Regions from separate parts of the Mus musculus genome. Here region 2 is linked to region 1. Evidence: chromatin contacts called from public HiChIP or PLAC-seq data. All regions are on one chromosome and are shown on one strand. The core of a region is the stretch at or near the end of the contact, and the rest is flanking DNA. Distances in the headings are between cores, read along the strand shown.

The links. HiChIP or PLAC-seq counts read pairs in DNA pulled down with a chosen protein or histone mark.
Region 2: a contact with region 1 is called in an H3K27ac HiChIP or PLAC-seq map of extraembryonic endoderm stem cells, with 4 times the contacts expected there. The contact joins the enhancer-like site here to the promoter of Trim39 in region 1. A contact is called at or near these places in 13 of 39 promoter capture datasets (the C10 cell line, the HPC-7 cell line, cranial neural crest and 9 more), 5 of 115 datasets of contacts at active chromatin or transcription factors (bone marrow-derived dendritic cells, double positive thymocytes, extraembryonic endoderm stem cells and 2 more) and 2 of 9 other capture datasets (adipose tissue and liver).

Annotation. Positions count from the first base shown.
Region 1 is chr17:36,267,811-36,273,957 of GRCm38.p6, forward strand. It overlaps Trim39 (tripartite motif-containing 39), which reads right to left and starts at 3,623. Exons shown (of 7, transcript NM_178281.1): 1 at 3,527-3,623; 2 at 799-1,256. The coding sequence starts at 1,251.
Region 2 is chr17:36,846,236-36,852,382 of GRCm38.p6, forward strand. Trim26 (tripartite motif-containing 26) reads left to right here. Exons shown (of 10, transcript NM_001025599.3): 3 at 4,421-4,893; 4 at 4,992-5,087. The coding sequence starts at 4,456. Among named protein-coding and RNA genes, the nearest start is that of Gm25973, 7.0 kb to the left of the region's middle. Within about 2 kb of position 3,971, at least 29 of the 459 cell types and tissues checked have an H3K27ac peak or open chromatin away from gene starts, as enhancers often do. A contact at or near this core is called in extraembryonic endoderm stem cells and liver, where this site is marked.

The sequences.
Region 1 (6,147 bases), core at 2,373-4,872:
TGGGGGTGCTGGGGATCCATGAAAGGTGTGTATGATAGAACAGTCTCTAGTACCAGGCTACACCTTCCTCCTGCCAGAAGCTGCCTTCTGCACTTTTATTATTGTTATTTTATGATCAGGTTTCCAGCAGTCCTGACATGGAGTCACGAATAACCAACTTCTGATCCTTCTGCCTCCTCCATCTGAGTGTTGGGATTACAAGTGTGTTGTATCACCACGCCTGTCTTGATACCCTTTTAAACCCGTGCCTCTATTCAAATCTAACTACTTAGAAACAAAATAAATCTTGATTGTAAATAACCTTAAATATTTTTCAAGACTTTGTTAAGCAGAATGTTAAGCAGAATCCTAGGCAGTACCATCTTTGATTTTTATTAGTAAAATATTTACCATGTGCCCTCACTAGTGATTTAAATGTTAAATGCTGTTACCCATTCTATGGGAAGATGCAGACTGGCTCAGCACAGTTTGCTGGATATCAGTCTCAAGTGGTTTTAGCTACCTCCAACAAATGGGGAAAAGAACTACTTCCTAAGTAAAAAGGCTTAAATCAAAATCTTTTTTAGTTCTTCTAAAATATTTTTCAGATCATGTGGTTCCACTCATTTATTTAAAATCTGATATATTTGGAAGACTCAATATTATTGCAGTAAGTTACAGAAATTTTAGGGTACTCCTCACTGTTCTCAATGGAGGACAACTGACCAGATGTATACAGTCAGGAAGGGACTACTCAGAGTATATTCTCAGCTGCCCTCCCCAACCCCCAACCCTAGCATCATGGGCCTGGCTGCCTACCTTGTATTCCTGTGTAGCATCATCCATCGGCACGACGGTGTGGGGCCGGTGGGTATGAGAAATTGCACATATCAGACAGACAGCCTCCTGGTCTTCATAGCAGAAAAGGCTAAGAGGTTCGTGGTGCTGGGAGCAGAGGCTTTCATCTCTGATCTTCCGCTTGACCGTCTGGAGCTGCTTGGCGATTTCCACCATACTGCCTAGCTGTCGGTTAGGCCGGAGACTCCGGTATCGGGATGTCTTCCGACAGACAGGGCAAGGGAAGTCCCGCTCTAGGTCTTCCCACCAGCGGGTAATGCACGCTTTGCAGAAGTTGTGCCCACATTCAATAATAACTGGCTCCTTCAGATACTCTAGGCATACAGAACAGCTTGCTTCCACCTGCAGGTTCTCCAGAGCAGCGGCTGTGGAGGCTGCAGAGGTTCCAGCCTCTAACAGACTTGTCTCTGCCATTATAACTTGGAGGCAGGGAGAGAGGAAAGAAGTGTTAGTTGGAGGGTTATTTTGTTTCCTGACATTAGCTCCCAGTAAGCCATAGGTCTAGATGAAGCCCCATCTTGGTATTCTCCCATTTCCACCTTTTCATCTGTTGGTCTATTTACAGTGTGTGTGACCTCTCCCCATCACTGTTATTATTATTTTATTATTATTTTGAGTCAGCAAATATCAGCAGTGCCCAGAATTTCTTTACCTCTGCTTTTTCAATACCAGCAATGAAAAGGAGCCTGATATGGCGACTGAAACCCATTTCCCTAGCCATTTTTGAGGTCAAGGTAGGGGGACTGTCATTAGCTGAAGGCCAACGTAGGCTACACAATGAGTTCTAGGTTAGCTTGAATTACACAGATCTTATTTCTACAGGGAGGGAACCATGGGAAATGAGATATGTCACATAAGCCAAAGTATTAAGATTTTAGCTGGGCATGGTGGCTCACTGTGAGGCAGGAGGATCAATACAAGAATAAGGCTAGCCTGGGCTGTAGAGTAAGATTTGTAAAACAAATAATATATCTACATATCTATTAAAACTGACTATCAGCCCTAGAACTCATTACTACTTTAAAGAACTTCATATATAATTACTGCATCGATTTCAAAGAACCCCAAGCTACTTCTTCTAACGTCATAGGAAGTTTATTGTTTTAGAGTCTAGCCTTGATTGTCTGCTGTTCCTCTTAATGAGTTACACTACAGTAACACACTGTTTCAGGGAAAGCATGACATGGTTCTTCCTTTCCCCAAACTAGCCCAAAGGAAGAACGCTCTCTTCTTGAAGATGCTCCTGTCACTCACCGCATTTCTATTTGTGTGCAGCTGGGATGGCTGCAAAGCAACAAATACATATCAGCTCTAAGGAAGCACCATTGAGTGCATTGAGGGCAGCAGCTTCTTGGAGAGAGAGCTGGCAAGTACATTCTAAACATTCAGTGGTGACTGCAGTCTTTCAACGTCACTACTGATAACTAACTCCTTAGATAGTCAGTGATTAGGAAGGAAATTAGCCAGGTATGGTTAATACTAGGTAGGTAGCGCATGTACCGAGGAGGCAAAGGCAGGAGCCTCAGGAACTCGAGGCCAGCCTAAATTAAATATAACCAATAAATAGTTATTGGTCTCAATAAATGAATAAGTGTATGGAAAGAGACAACCAAAGCTCTCCATTCTTAAGATGTCAATACATAAGTAAGCTAATTTATCTGGTCCCATAACCCCCTACTTTCCTTCTGTCCCAAAAGGGGCCCCCCAAAAAGGAAGGAAATTTGATAGGTCTACCCATCGACAGAAAAGTGCCCATGTAATGAATTGGGGCAACAATGATTATTTCTGTATACTGGTGGTACAAATGGAAGGATTTTAAGTAGGAGTTGGTAACTTATCCTCTTTTAATGGAGAAAAGAATTGATCCAGATAAGTACAGTTGGATGATTTCTTTCTTCTCTGCCCATTAGAATCCAGTTTTGACTAGTGACTTAGCCTCCTCCTCCTCAATCCTACAGATAAGTGGCATCCTCACCTAAAACTGAACCATATTCACACTTGAGAGACCTGCATGTATCTAATTAGCAAATAGATGGTATGAGAGAGAAACGGGCTCAAGGATAGTGAAGAACGGAGAGGATTTGGAGCTGGGGGTGGTGTGGTGGTGGTGTAGAGGGCAGCCATAATATGGCCTTGTGCTCCTCTGGCTTGATCCTTCCTCCCACTCTCCATTACTCGATCTCAGTGTAAGTAATCGCGTCAGAGACGTCCACGTTTTGCCTTTAATCACTATTGGGTACCACCTCAGGAGCCTCTTTCAAGCACTGGCCACAACTCTGTCCCACCCGTTCTCCATCTTCTCCAGCCATATCGGGAGCATGAGGACCAGAGTGAGGGAGCATACGTCGTGCTTGGCAGGGAGGAACGGATGCGTGTCTAAGTGAGGGAGAGGTGTGACGTGAAGGTGGGATGCCCGCTGCCATGTCGCAGCCCAGACCCGCGATGACTGCGTCAGTTTCACCCGGGGAGACCAAAGGCAGCGGGACAGGGGAACGGCGGGGTAGCCAAGCAACGCCGGACGCGCTGACGTCGCCGGGGCGGCAAACGTCCTCCGGGCCCGAGGCGGGCGGAGGCAGCTGTGGTTGCGCGCCGGCCGGCTGACGTACTCGCCGGGCGTAGGGCCGCGGCGAGAGGAGCCCGCTCGCTGGAGCCGGCTGCGGGACCCTTGTGGCGGCGGCGCAGCACCTACCTTCCCGGCTCCGGGTCCCGGAGTGCCGGGCGCGGAGCCGCCGGAGCACTGCCTCCCTCCTTCCTCCTCCCCTCACCCCCGCCCCGCGGCGCGACACACAATACTCGCCGGAAGCGGAAGCCGCGCTGCGGCGATGGAAGACAGCTGCGCGGCGCCGAGCCGCCGTGCCAGGGCCTAGTCGGGCCCGCGGCGGGTGGCGGGCGGAGAGCCGGAGGCGAGGGCCTGCGCGGCTAGTTTACCGGGCGAGAGGGAACCCGCCGCTTCCCGTGGCTGAGGTGCTGGCGCCCAGGTGACCAGAGCGGTCCCCCGGAGACTGAGGGCCGCGCATGCGCGTGGCGAGACGCCGAACCCCATGGCGGGCAGCGCGCCGTGGCTGGGCTGGCAGAGCTGCGCGGTCAGCGAGCCCGCAGAGGCTCAAGCTGGTCCTCGGTGGGGCTGGGAACCGCAGAGGCCTGGGCGGCTACGGGTTGTGGGCGTTGGGCCACACTTTCCCGGTCTCCGGGTCAATTCTGGGGGAGGGTTGCTGTTTAAGGCGGCGGTGTATTACGTGGCCGACCTGAGAGTCTATGCTGGCACGTCACTTCCGACTGGCTGAGGTTTGGCAATTTAACCGGCAAGCTGTAGTAGGTGAGTTATCTTGGCTGCAGACCGAGGTGCGTCTTTTCCCCTCCTCCGGTTGGGTGATGTATTAGCCAGGGGTTCTCTAGAGCTACAGAACCTAGTGAATGTTTCTCTCTCTATAATTAATCGTGATGACTTACAGGCTAACCCAACAATGGGCAGCTGTGGATGGGAAGTCCAAGAATCTAGTAGTTGCGCAGTCCCACGTGGCTAGTTCTTTCAGCTGGTCTTCTGTAGAAGTAGGTTCCGACAGATGTGCTGGCAAGTAAGTGCAAGCCCGTGAAGAAGAGAATCTTCCTTCTTCCTATGTCCTTATGTAGACTTCCAGCAGAAGGCGTGGCCCAGATTAAGGTGTGCACCACCTTGTTTGGATTTGGGACTTGCTTTCTCCCGGGCTGACTTTGAACTCAGAGAACTCCTTGCCCCAGTCTGGGATTGAAGTCGTGTACTGCCTTGCCTGGTCCTAAACTTAATGGCCACTGTACCTCAAGATCTCCATGTCAAGATCCAGGTCAGAAACTTGTGTCTTCCAGCCTCAAGATCTGGATCACAGGTGAGCCCTCCAATTCTGGGTTGTAATTCCTTCCAGATAGTCAAGTTGACCACCAGGAGTAGCCACCACAGCTGACATTAGCGAAACGCTTTCCCTGGCTGGAGCTGGAGTGTAGAAAACCGGTCTAGTTCGGTGCTTTGCTGCCCCTGCATCTAGGATGCCAGGAGGACCAAATCCTGTGCTCAGGAAACACTGGGTGGGAACCAAAGCCTGCTTCTTTCTCTTTGAAGACCTTGCTTAAGTTTCTCTGGGAGAGCAGATGGAGCTTATGGATAGACTCCAGACTTGCACATTGGCCTCCTTGTTGTGTTTTATAAAAAGATAAGGAGAGAAGGAGTGTGTTTGGTGGAGGTGTAGTCAGGTGTGGGAGGAGGGGTGCCTCTGCAGGCCCATGCTGCCGCATCCCTCCCCCCTGAGGGACCAGCCACACGATGACGATGGCATAGTATAGAATAGAGTTTATTCAGGGAATGGGGAGGGGATTTGAGAGGGTAGTAGAGACGGAGAAAGGTGGGGGGGGGGGGGGAGAAGAGAGCAGAGAAGAGAAGAAAGAGAAGTAGAGGCCAGCCGTGAGTGCCATGAGCACGTGGGGAGAGAGGAGGAGGCGAGTGGTGAGAGAGGGGGAAGAGGCAGGACAGGACAGAGTAAGAGCAAGAAGGCAAGAGAGGTAACTGGGGCAGAGCCTAGACAAAATGCTAACGCTTGTTGTTTTTGGAAGTGTCATAAACCTGTCATGGTGAAGATTTTTGTGGAGGGGATGAGTTGATGTGGAGGGATCGTCTGCTGGTACAGATGTAATGGACTCAGGAGGAGTCAGTGCTAGGATGCACATTGACACTACTGGATGCATAGGTAGCTTGTCCCTCTGTTGTGAGACAGACCTTTTCTGGGGAGATAAACACGTGTCTGCTCATCTCAACAAACTGACACGGACCAAAGTATGCGTACCACTGAAGTCCGATGTGGTGAAGCATGAGTTTTACTGGGGTTATTTAGAGGAATATGGGTGAGGAGTTACTTACAGGAACAGAAATAACTCAAAGACAACACGGTGTCACCAAAGTCCACCCCCGTGTAGTTGACAGCTCACATAGCTGGAAACCTGGAGCACACTGCACAGATGAAGAGGCTGAGGGTCTCTTTCCGGCTAGTGTGCGCATCTTCCAGGCTGCTTGTTCTTATTTCTTCCAGTCGTCATCTGCTTCTGCTGGGCTCACCTGAGAGTGGCTCTCGGCAGTGTCTACTGTTAATGCCCTCGGGAGGAAGGGATTTTGGACTTCTGAAGCTGTCAGGAGTTGTTTCTTAAGGTGCTTCCCTGTAGCACTTCACTTCTCTTTAGAATGTCTTGTTGCTTTACATCTCTGTAAACCCCTTGTTTTAGGAAGTTTCCCTCCATGATGCAAGGTTTTAATCTCAGAGGAAGCCACTACAAAACACTCTCTCTCCT
Region 2 (6,147 bases), core at 2,721-5,220, 580 kb after region 1:
GCTTATATTTCCAGGTCACAGCCCATCACTGAGAGATGTCAGCACAGGAATGCAAGAATTTAAACGAACATAATTTACTGGCTCACCTGCTGACTTACACTCAGCTGCACAGCCCAAGACTGCGTACCTAGTGATGGTACTGCCCACGGTGGGCAGCGCCCTCCTACCTCAACTAACAATTAAGACAGTGCCTCATGGAGATGCCCATGTCTTATTTAGGCAGTTCTCCCATTGAGGTTCCATCTTTCAGGTGACTCTAGGTTCTGTTAGAGTGCCAATAACAAGACCTGGACTGCTCACTTCTGATAAGTTCATGGCAGTGCCTGAGCCAGGAACAGAGGGTAGGATAATGGTTTTATTTTTTAGGAACTTGTGGAGATGATCGGAGAGAACAAGGTCAGATATATATGATAAGAAATATGAGATCATGGTTTGGGAAAGTACTTTTAGAATTCAGCAGAGGTACACACCTGTGATCCCAGTACTCAGGAGGCAAAGGCAGGAGGTTAGAATATTCAAGGCCAGCTTGAGCTGCTTAGTCCTGGCTCTGCCTCATCAAACAAAACACTAGCTTTGTGGAGGGCCTGACGGAGTAGGTATGGGAAAGTGGTGTGGACTGCTTTGCCCTCTCTTCCCCTCAACCCAGCTTTTTTCCTCTTAATTCCGCAAGCTTGAGCTGCTTCCATCCATAAAAAGCAAAGAGTGCTGTCTAACAAGAGTGCTTCCTGTTATCTCTTAGTAGTGAAGGCTAGAGTGCTTTCAACCAAAGCTGAAGAATACATTCCCCTTTTCTCTTGTCACCTCTGCTCAGTTTACCAAGCCATCTGTATAGATGAGCCCATCAGGGTATTGAACAGAGGAGATGGTCTCAAGCCCCATTTTACAGTGTGGGATGACTGGGGCGGAAGTTTGGGCACTTAGACTGATTCCTGGCTCTGTGTCCTACAGCATCATGGTTAATAGGACTGTCTTAGTCAGGGTTTTTTTCATTCCTGCACAAACATCATGACCAAGAAGCAAATTGGGGAGGAAAGGGTTTATTCAGCTTACATTTCCACACTGCTGTTCATCACTGAAAGAAGTCAGGACTGGAACTCAAGCAAGTCAGAAGCAGGAGCTGATGCAGAGGCCATGGAGGGATGTTACTTACTGGCTTGCTTCCCCTGGCTTGATCAGCTTGCTCTCTTATAGAACCAAGACTACCAGCCCAGAGATGGTCCCACCTACAAGGGACCTGAAACCCTTGATCGTTAATTGAGAAAATGCCTTACAGTTGGATCTCATGGAGGCATTTTCTCAACTGAAGCTCCTTTCTCTGTGATAACTCCAGCTGTGTCAAGTTGACACAAAACTAGCCAGTACAAGGACCAAATCTCAGTTTCCTCGGAAGAGTATCCCGAGTGTGAAATCACCTGATTATTGGAGTCTAGAACCTGAACTTTGAGCCTGAATTGTTCAAGCTTTTGAGTTTATACCTCTAGTCTTAAAAATAACATGTTCAAGGTGAGTCTTTGCAGCCAGGCAGTGACTGTCAAGTTACGGTGACCCAGAATCAAAAGACTCTGTACAGTTAACATTGGCTTTAGTTTTTCTAAACCCACTCATTATTTCAATACGAGTGTTAGACAAGGTTTTAAATACTCTGGTTTCAACAACTTGAGTGGTTACAGACCCTTTTAATGTATCAGAAAACCATAACCTTTGTTTCCCCAAACTTTTCTTTTTGTACAGTTTTCTGAAACCATTTCAATGTAAATTGTAGTTATGAAGATCTAACTATGGTGGCATCTGCTGCTGAAAAGAAGGTTTTCATGTAGTCTCAGTACGTGCCATTAAGATTATCTCCATTTATATTTTTCTTGATAGCCTCTGAAATGTTGTTATAACTACCTTTTAAAAACAGAATCAGAGCCAGGCGGTGGTGGCACACGCCTTTAATCCCAGCACTCGGGAGGCAGAGGCAGGCGGAGTTCTGAGTTCGAGGCTAGCCTGGTCTACAAAGTGAGTTCCAGGACAGCCAGGGCTACACAGAGAAGCACTGTCTCGAAAAACCGAAAAAAAAAAAAAGAAGGAAAAATAAAAACAGAATCAGGATAGATTTTATCTTTGGCACCTACTTATTACTGTGATTTTTTTTTTGTTTTATTCTTGAGTTCATGTGCTCTGTGTGTGTGTGTGTGCAACTTGCAGAAATTGGTTCTCTCCTTCTACCACAGGAGTTATAGTGATCTAACTCAAGTTGTCAGGCTTGGCAGCAGATGCCTTGACCCCAAGGCCATCACACTCACCCTACCTTGGGGTTTTTAAAAGACCAATTGGTCTGTGACTATGGGTGCCCCATATTCTGAATCTGTCTGATTATTTCCCCGCTCTGTGGTTTAACTTGGTGCTATTAACACATTCTCTGTGATAATATAGTGTGTGTGTGGTTTTTTTTTAATTGCCTGTTTTCCATAAACTGAAAGCTAAATCTAAAGTTTTTGTGAAGTTCAATCAAGTCAAACATTTTTGGAAAATAAACTTCATAGGTGATAGTGTTTGTTTTTATTTTATTTTTTTTATTTCTTTGTGTGTATGAGGGGGATTATTTTAAATGCCTGCACGTTTGTCTGTGTGTCACGTGTCTGAAGAGGCCAGAAGAACTGGAGTTATAGCCAGTTGTGGGCTGCTGTGTGGGTGCTAGGAATATTGAACCTGGGTTCTCTGGAAGAGCAGGCAGTGCTCTTAACTTCTGGGCCATCTCTCTAGTCTCACGTGATGGTGCTTAGCTCACATGGTTCCTCCTCGGGAGACCTGTGCCAGACTGGCTGGCTTGGTTACGTGGTCAAGGTGAACACTGGCTCTCTCCTTCCTCCAGGCACATTAGGAAATAATCCACTGTGGCATTATAGGGTCTACTCCAAACCTTTCACCTAATGGCTCTGATGTCTGTTGATGACAATTTTATTGTTACGTTGGCAGTTGCAGAAGGCTTATATTTTCTCCCCACTGCCTTGATCCCTGAGGATCTTGATGATTCTAAACAACACTGGTCAGGTGCTCTCGGAGGTGTGCCTTAGACTCTAATCCTGCTAACTCTGCTCCAGGTATTAGCCAGGGATCTTCTGTAAGCCCTGAAATGTTAGCTCTGATATATGTACATGTACATAGGAGCTTTTATTCAACTTAAATCTAAAGACCCACCGGACCCAGCGTGAGCTTGTTTAATGCAGGGGGGGGGGGGGTTGTGGTGAAGGCGTCGTACTTTATGAGAGAGGGGAATAGTAGCTGAGCTCTATCCTAAGAAATTATAAGTTCTGCCCTTAGAACTACTTGCTTCTCTCCAGCACGAAAACAAAAACAAGAAGCTGTCCTGGCTTTTAAACTTCCAGGCTATTCTGCCAGAGCTTCTGGCCCACAGGCACCCCACAGTTTCATTTCCTTTCCTATTTTCAAACTCAGCAATGTGTTAAATTGAGAACACTGGGTTTTCCTTAAGAGCAAACCAAGAGGTTAGATCAGACACCCTTCAACACTTCTTCCGACATTCCGGGGACTTGTTACTTCTTCATTTGCCAGTTCAATTTCATTCCAAGTTGGTATATGTGCTTTTTATTATTATTATTGTTCATTACATCTTTTGAAAAGTCACACATGTCTAAACCAAGGGTGTTTTTGGTTCATATTCTCAGCAGTATAACTCCTCGCCTGCAGAGCACTTTTATATATTTCCATATCAGATCTTTTAAGGAATCAGCATTGTATGTCTTTTCCTTGTGGTATATATATATAGGCTGCAGTTTTATGTCTATGTATTTCCTATCACCATTAGCAGAGTCCACTAAGCTCCGCTGATGGACTCCCATGGTAACTGTCAGTGATAGTGTTACTGTTCCAGCATTACAAAATGCTGCATGGTTACCTTCCTCCGTGCCCATAGCACAGCCACCTCCCTGCCCAGTGTAGGCATTGTGTACCTTAGGAGGTGGGGCAGGACCCTGCATTCTTGATACTGCTTTCAGTTTCAGGTCTTGGATCTCAACCAGTGGTTGAGGAGCCAGGGCTTTGGGTTCTCTCCTGGATTGCTTTCTATGAACCAGGCCTATGCCTAGTGTTTCTAACAGAACTCTTTTAGAAGAATTCTGTTTAGAAGCCCCTGTAGGCTTCTCTCTTTCTCCCATTTTATGGATGGATAAGCTGAGACTCAGAGTACTCAAGTGAGCTTTCTGTCGTCACAGGGGCAGGAAGAGGGCCAGAGCTGCAAAGATTGATAGGAACACCTTTTTCTCAGCTAAGCTGTGTACCTAGAAGGGCCATACCTGCATAGCCCGGGACAGCCACAGAGGAATCTTCCCTTCCTGGCGTCCCTTGTGGTCTTAGCTTGAGCAATCCACAGGGGTATCACTCTTCCTCCTATTGCTGAGTCTGCTCTTGATTTCAGGTCTAAGGAACAGAGACCCCCAACCTAAGGGTGCAATGGCAGTGTCAGCCCCCTTGAGGAGCCTGGAGGAAGAGGTGACCTGCTCCATCTGCCTGGATTACCTGAGGGACCCGGTGACCATCGACTGTGGCCATGTCTTCTGTCGCAGCTGCACAAGTGATATCCGCCCCATATCGGGGAACCGGCCTGTCTGCCCGCTCTGCAAGAAGCCCTTTAAGAAGGAGAACATCCGACCCGTGTGGCAGCTAGCAAGTCTGGTGGAGAACATTGAACGGCTGAAGGTGGACAATGGCAGACAGCCAGGAGAGCTCGCCCGCGAGCCACAGGACATGAAGTTGTGTGAGCGGCACCAGGAGAAGCTACACTACTACTGTGAAGATGATGGCAAACTGTTGTGTGTGATGTGCAGGGAGTCCCGGGAGCACCGCCCCCACACTGCAGTCCTGGTGGAGAAAGCCGCCCTGCCTCACAGAGTAAGTCCTCCCAGGGCCTGCGAGGGAAGGTTCTGTCTGGTGTCCCTCCTGCCCCAGCTCAGGACACTCATCTCTCTCCGCTGCTTATCTTTCCTTAGGAGAAAATTCTGAACCACTTGAACACCCTAAGGAGAGACAGAGACAAAATCCAGGGCTTTCAAGCCAAGGGAGAAGCTGATATTCTGGCTGCACTGGTACGTGGGAATCCAAGCTGAGCGTTGCTCACGCGTTGGAGGGAGGGGCTGGCCAGGTGGGAAGTGTTTCTAGGAGTACTTTGGAAGCATGGTTGTTAGGTTGGCTTTAGGCCAACTGGGGATTAATTAACCAAGGAGATGGTGTAGGTTGGCCTGCCCTGTCCTTTTGGGCCTGCTATATGTCTCAAACTTTGGGTCTGATTTCTCATCTGATAGGCAGGTTGTCTGGCAGCAGTGGCTATTCTGTGAGGGGACTGAGGAACCTGACTCTGGGCTCTCTGAAAGTGAGGGAAGGTGTGATTTCCTGTGTAGAGGGCAGCAGGGGGTGTTTGGGAGGGGGTGCTGGCTTCAGGGTAAGAGGAAAAGGACAAGGAAGGGGGCCTGAGCAGCTCTGAGCAGGCTCTGATTGAGGCTGCCTAGTGAGACTCGGGCCCACTATTCGAAGTAAAGAAGATTGGTGGCACATTGTGTACTTTTGATTAGATAGGTCAGGAGGGACGGCTGATAAGGGAAGTCCAGTTCTGGGGGAGTGTGTGTGTGTGTGTTGGGAAAATGGGCAGTGGAGAGATTCTGGGGTCACGCCTGGCAGTGTCTAGCCAGGTTGTGAAAGATAAAGCTAGAGAGAGCTCAGGTCCACAAAGTACCTCTAGATCCTGGTGTACACGGGCACCCTCACTTACCTAGAGGGATTGGGGACTCAGGCAGTTCCAGCTTACAGGACAGGATGTGTTCCCTGAGTACACACATTCCAGCCTCACCAAAGAAGCAGAGTGGAGTCCCACTTGGGTACACAGAGTAATGGGGGTATTGAAGAGGGGCTGACTGAGTGCTCGTATTATCATTGAGAAGGGTGACATTATGTTAGTAATGGGATACACAGGCTCCCTTTCTTTGTCCCAAGACTTACTGGTCACCTAGAACGAATAGTGACAGAGCAGTCAGGCCGAGTCAGCTTTGAGGACAGTGAAGGGAATAGACTCTGACAAGTCTCAAGGAGAAGAGGGTGAAGCAGGAGCATCCCAGTGCCAACTCCTACCGAAGGTCTAGGATTCACAAGCCA